Linked DNA regions of Sus scrofa: region 1 is linked to region 2. A link is a contact called in public HiChIP or PLAC-seq data. All regions are on one chromosome and are shown on one strand. The core of a region is the stretch at or near the end of the contact, and the rest is flanking DNA. Distances in the headings are between cores, read along the strand shown.

Region 1 (3,253 bases), core at 749-3,248, 360 kb after region 2:
CTGGGGCCCCGGGTGATTTGCATGCAGGTTTCCTGCAGACCACAGGCATAGAAGCCCAGTTCTGGCGAAAGGAAGAGGCCATCTGAAGAGAGTGGGAAAAATGGGGAGAAGTCCCAGCGTGCTGAGGGCTGGCCTAGCACAGAGCAGGGCTCCTGGCCCAGCTGGGAAGAAGGTAAAACCAACGGAGCACTTAAGGCTGCAGCAAAAACCCAGCTTGTCAGTTCAAGCTCTGATCCCATTTACTGGCAGAATGAGTCCTAAGGAACAATGGTTTTCCTCTTCTGGAGACTGACTCACATAGAAAAGGGATTGTGGAATTAGGCTCGATTAAGTCCAGGTAGCAACTCCCCCATAAACTTCTCCCACGAAGTTGACCGGAGACAATTCACTTAAATTCTGTGATCTGTAGTTTCTTTATCTGTTAAATGAAGATAATGATATTTTTTAAGAAGATTGTTTTTAGAAATAAAGCAGACAGAATAAGTGCTGTCTTACTACTAATATTGTATATTACTAATATTATTTCCTTAAAAATTGAACTATTTTTCCCTAAAGAAAAAGCTTTTGAAAACAGCTTTTCCCCCATTTTTGCTTATAGTAGACAATGTAAGAATGGTAAGACTAGACTTATAATTCAAAACCATGAGAAGACCCCACAAAGGACTAGAGTGGTTTTCCTGGGTTGGATAGCCAAATATGTGCAGGGGATGCGACAGTACAAGTTAGGGTCTTCACTGGCAACAGTGCAGAGCACACAGCATGGATATACACCACAATCACAATCAGTGAACAAGGATATTCATCAGTGAGTTAAATATAATATGATATGTCCATGGAGAATGAAGGCAAATACTGAGCAGCTGTTAAAATGGGAGGAAGGTCTATAGCTCTAACATGGAAGAATATTAAGGACATAATAAGATTTTTAGAATGTTTCAGAAAAGTAGTTAAAATTTAATCCCATTTGTGTAAAGGAAAAAGGTTGGATTTGTTGATCAGAACAGCTAACTTCTCACTAAAATGCTTATTCCCTTCTTCCTGACACGCAAGGAGACCACTTCTCCAGCCAATGGTATTGAGCTCTTTGCAACAGGAGCTGTTCAAAAGGAAGGAATATGCATTATACCCTTTAGTTAACACCACAGCCCTAGGAGTAGATACTCTTGTTATCTGTGTGTTATACATAAAGAACTGAGGCACAGAGATGTTAAGTAAGTTTCCCAAGGTCACACAGGTGGTAAATGGTGTGCTGAGGTCATAGAGTTCTAGCCAATGAAATGTGAATGGAGGTGCAATGCTCTACTCACAAGTAAGCCCATAAAAAACCTCCCCGCTGCTCTCCTCCATGACCTCATCCAGCTGCCCAGGGTAAAGACCACTGTTCTGCAAATTTGGAATACATCTCTTAAAGGTCGGAGAACCTCCATCTTCTTGAGTGCCTCAGTGACTGTTCACAGCCCAATCATGTTAACTATGCAAGACATACATCTCTGTAATTCAGAGCTATTAAATATTTGGGGTCTATGTGTTACATGTGTTAACCCACGCTAACTAACATGTGTAAATATTACCATGGGCTAAATGTAAACTGTTCTGGAGTGAATGTTTGTACTCCCCCCCAAAAAAAAATCATAGCTTGAAATTTTTTTTTTTTTTTGTCTTTTTAGGGCCACACCTGCAACCTATGGACGTTTCCAGGCTAGGGGTCACATCAGAGCTGTATCTGCTGGCCAAGCTAAAGCCACAGCAACAGCAGCACCAGATCAGATCTGAGCTGGTTCTGCAAAAGGCACCACAGCTCGTGGCAATGCCAGATCCTTAACCCATTGAGCAGGGCCAGGGATCAAACGTGCATCCTCGTGGATACTAATTGGGTTCGTTACCACTCTTCATATATTGAAGTCTTAATCCCCATGTGATAATATTAGGAAGTGGGGCATTGGGGAGGTGATTAGGTCATGAGGGTGGAGCCCTCATGAATGAGATTAGTGTCCTTGTAAGACAGGAAACCAAAGCTTGCTTCCTCTCTGCTCTTCACACTGCAAGGATGCAATGAGAAGACAGCCGTCTGCAAACCAGGGAGCAGGCCCTCACCAGACACCAAATCTTCTGATGCCTTGATCTTGGACTTCCCAGCCTCCAGAACTGTGAGTAATAAATGTTCGTTATTTAAGTCATCTCATCTGTGGTAATTTGTCATAGCAGCCTGAACAGATGAGGACATAGACTAAATGAATTTTTTGGTCAGTGGTGTTCATTGCCGTAATTCCAAGATCGAGAATAGTGCCTGATAATTAGAAGGCAATCAGGAGTTCCCATTGAAGCTCAGCGGGTTTAGGACTCAACTAGTATCCGTGAGGATGTGCATTCAATCCCTGGCCTTGCTCAGTGGGTTAAGGATCTGGTGTTGCCACAAGCTACGGTATAGGTCACAGATACAGCTTGGATCTGGTGTTGCTGTGGCTGTAGTGTTGGCTGGCAGCTGCAGCTCCTATTCAGCCGCTAGCCTGGAAGGTTACATATGCTGTGGGTGTGACCCTAAAAAGAAAAAAAAAAAAAAAAAAAAAAAAAAGCATTCAGTAAATACTTCCTGAATGTATATGTTTTTTAAAGATTTTTATTTTTCCTATTATAGTTGATTTACAATATTCTGTCAACTTCTGCTGTACAGCGAAGTGACCCAGTCATACCTGTATATATTCATTATTTTTCTCACATTATCCTCCATCTATTCCATCACAAGTGACTAGCTATAGTTCCCTGAGCTATACAGCAAGATCTCATTGTTTATTCACTCCAAATGCAGTAGTTTGCATCTATTAACCCCAAACTCCCAGTCCATCCCACTCCCTGCCTCTCCCCCTTGGCAACCACAAGTCTGTTCTCCAAGTCTGTGGTTTGTTTCTTTTCTGTAGCTAGGATCATTTGTTCCATATGAACATATATATATGGTATACATAGGTGTTACTTTTTGAGGGCAGAACTCTGGGGAGTAAGATAGAGAGAATGGGGTGGTGGAGGAGACTTCTTTTTTTCTCCACACACTTCTATAAAGCCTAATTTTACAAACCAGCATATATTATGATTATTTAAAAAAACCTTAAAGAACAGGTTAAAGACGATGGATGTGTGCCCCAACCCTTAAGGAATGCTGTCACAACGGGCAGAGGCCCCGCTTTTAGGAGACCAGTACACTGCTAGCTGGATAACTGGTCTGACCCACTCAGCAGTTCTTAGGCTCTGGAACTGAACT
Region 2 (2,942 bases), core at 107-2,606:
ACACTTGTTTATTTTAGGCCTCCTGACAGATGAGCTCACCCAGATCTTAAAATGCAGGATTTAAGGTTGTGTCAGACTATAATTTTATGCTAACTTTGTTTATTCCCCTCTTCAATTACTGAAGTTACCACCCCAGACTCTGGAAAATAACCGGAGACAATGTTTGTTTGGTGGCCAATTAGAAGCTGACGTCCCAGCTTTCCCTGAGTGTGACTATGTGTATGCACTTTAATTATATTGAAACTGAGCATTATGAGGGCTAAACTAACTGTCCTTTCTTCTAAGATTGACTTCATGTTTGAGGAGAGCAAGGGAAAGTGGTAAATATCTTCTAAAGTGGAAAATTTCAAACTTGAGCGAAGAGAGGGATTGCATATCCATAATATTTACATAAAACATAATCGTTTCTCCTGTGCCCACCGGGGAGCTGAGGACAGGGGAAGTGAGGGCTCAAGCTATTGCCTTAATTAAGTTAGAGGAGTAGACGGTCTAAGGCCTCTATCTTTGGGCAGAGCAGTAAACCATGATTATGACTGTGGCTGGGAAAACATTTTAAATGTAGAATAAGGTAACAGAGGACCGAGAACCATCTACTTTATGGACATTGTGGGTTTTATTTTCAGCATTTGTAAATCTATAGTTCTTTATAAACAGAACAAAGTGGTCAATTTTCACAGGGGCTGTGCTGGCACACGGGTACCAAGGGCTTAGTTTGGGAACAAAGTCATTAAAAATAACTATGTACAAAGAACTCAGTCATAAATAATGTGCCACAGTGGATCCAGAGAAATCCAAAGGCAATCAGTGATTTACTTCCGTGTATCGAGAAGTCTGCTACAGGCTGCCTGGCCCTACTCTTGGCGAATCCCCAAGAACTCCTCCTGGTCCTTCCTCGAGGTCTCTCCTTTCATCCTTCTTTCCTCGCTTCCCTCCTTTCACTCCATCTCTCTCCCCCCAAAGGTGATGGCTTGCCAGTTATTCAAGCAATCAGCAGGAAGGAGTGAAGGGAACAAAAGATAAAAACATTCCCACGGCCACTTGCCTTTCCGCTCCAGCCTCAAATTGTGATACAACCTCTCTGTGATTTCTACCTTTAAAATGTAGTTTTCACCAGGATTAAAAAAAAAAAAAAAAAAAAAAAAAAGTTCAAGAAAAAGAGGGAAGGGTGGCATTGCTTGGAATCTGAAATATAAGGGCCATTCAAGACATCCATGATTTTGCTTGTTTTGTATCTTACCTTTTCTTCTCTCTCAAATTCTGTTCCATCTTATTACTTGTGGCTTCCTCCTTGGCTTCTCTCTTCCTCTCACTGCAGACATCAGTGTGTCAGGAAATCCTGCTGTCTCATTCATGTGTCATTCGTGTACAGCAGTGACCTCTTCTTACCCCTCTACAAGCCCTGACACCTCACACTTCCCAGACTTAACTTACTCTGGGCTCTCAGTGGCTTCACTTCTCTATGAAGACTTAATATTATAGGCTTCAAGTCCCCTTCAAGGAGATTAAACCCCAAAGCCTCTGGCCAAGTCTCATTGCAATGCCCCCTCCCCCACCTTGACCAATCTGGGTTGCTCACTCCCTGCTAGAGAAGGACTGTCACCCATCTCTCACTCACTCACTATATAACCTGTTCCCCATGCAAATAAGGTATCCTGCCCAGGACCAATCAGAGTTGAAACTGGGTCTCCACTCAAGTCCACTCTGTGGGGTATAAAGACTATTGCAGAGTGAGTGGGGCCTCTCTTTTTAACCTGTGCACACGTAAGTTCTCTCTCTCTCTCTCTGAAAATGTACTTTCACTTTAATAAATTTGTGAAACGTCCGCCATTCAATACTTTGCCATGATGAGATGGGGACGAGGAAACTAATTCTATCACTTCCCAAAGTGAATTAACCTCCCTCCCTTCCTTGGGTCCCAGTTACATGTTATCAAGGCAAATATGAGATTTAATTGATGGGGAAAAAAAAAAAAAAACCTCTCTTCTTCCCTTGCTAAATGAAGGCCAAGAAAATATTTACCTTCTTCCTTTTGTCTTCCAGTATCTGTGACATATTAGGTTCTTAAATGATCCTGGAATCAATGTGTATACCATATGCCAGGCAGTGTCAATTGCTTCTATAGAGATTGCCCCTTGATCTTTACAACAGTTCTATATGATTATCAATATGTTTGTTCACCTCTTCTGTTTTTGATTTTCTGTGACTGAAGAAAGCCGAAACTCGCTGGATGTAACTGGCTGGAAGTCACAGGTCTAATTACTGGTACAGTCAGCATTGAACTGTCAAGTTCTTCTCTTTCAGTGGTTCTCTAACTTGACTGGGCATCAGAATCACCAGAAGGTCTTGCTAAAACAGATTGCTAGGCCGTATCCTTAGAGCTTCTGATGCAATAGGTCTGGGTTGAGGCTAGATAATTAGTATTTCTAACAAGTTACCAGGTGAGGTTGATGCTGCTGGTTCTGGGAACCATACTTTGAGGACCAGTGCCCTGCCTCATCATCTGTGCATCCTAATCTGTGAGCATCTGTGCTCAAAGTGGGACAGCGGATGGCTGAAACTTTGCAAGGCGTCTAAGAGCTAGTTTGCATATCAAGCATGTCAGTATATTGAGTAGTCCTAATGTCCATCTATCTATCTATCATCTATATGTCTTCTACCTACCTACCTACCACCCAACCTAAAATTTTAAACGCAGGTAGATACTGTTCTGGTTAATAATCTACAGACTTATTAAAGGTATCACTGAATTGGTGGGAGATTGTTATCGTTATGTGTTCTCTCCTTCCATGGACATTGGAAACACAATTGCTGTTATGTGAAGAAAAACAACATGTTTAACATGTTAAAGGGAGGTTATAATAAGGTTACAATAATCGGGTAATAATTGGCTGAACTTTATTATGGATAACTATGCAGCAATAAAAAAGATATGGTCAAATGTA

The links. HiChIP or PLAC-seq counts read pairs in DNA pulled down with a chosen protein or histone mark.
Region 1: a contact with region 2 is called in an H3K27ac HiChIP or PLAC-seq map of alveolar macrophages. The contact joins two enhancer-like sites. A contact is called at or near these places in 2 of 47 Hi-C or Micro-C datasets (embryonic fibroblasts and skeletal muscle) and 2 of 2 datasets of contacts at active chromatin or transcription factors (alveolar macrophages and skeletal muscle).

Annotation. Positions count from the first base shown.
Region 1 is chr8:120,449,278-120,452,530 of Sscrofa11.1, forward strand. No RefSeq gene overlaps it. Among named protein-coding and RNA genes, the nearest start is that of DDIT4L, 79 kb to the left of the region's middle. Within about 2 kb of position 1,999, at least 1 of the 83 cell types and tissues checked has an H3K27ac peak or open chromatin away from gene starts, as enhancers often do. A contact at or near this core is called in alveolar macrophages, where this site is marked.
Region 2 is chr8:120,088,100-120,091,041 of Sscrofa11.1, forward strand. No RefSeq gene overlaps it. Among named protein-coding and RNA genes, the nearest start is that of EMCN, 85 kb to the right of the region's middle. Within about 2 kb of position 1,357, at least 6 of the 83 cell types and tissues checked have an H3K27ac peak or open chromatin away from gene starts, as enhancers often do. A contact at or near this core is called in alveolar macrophages, where this site is marked.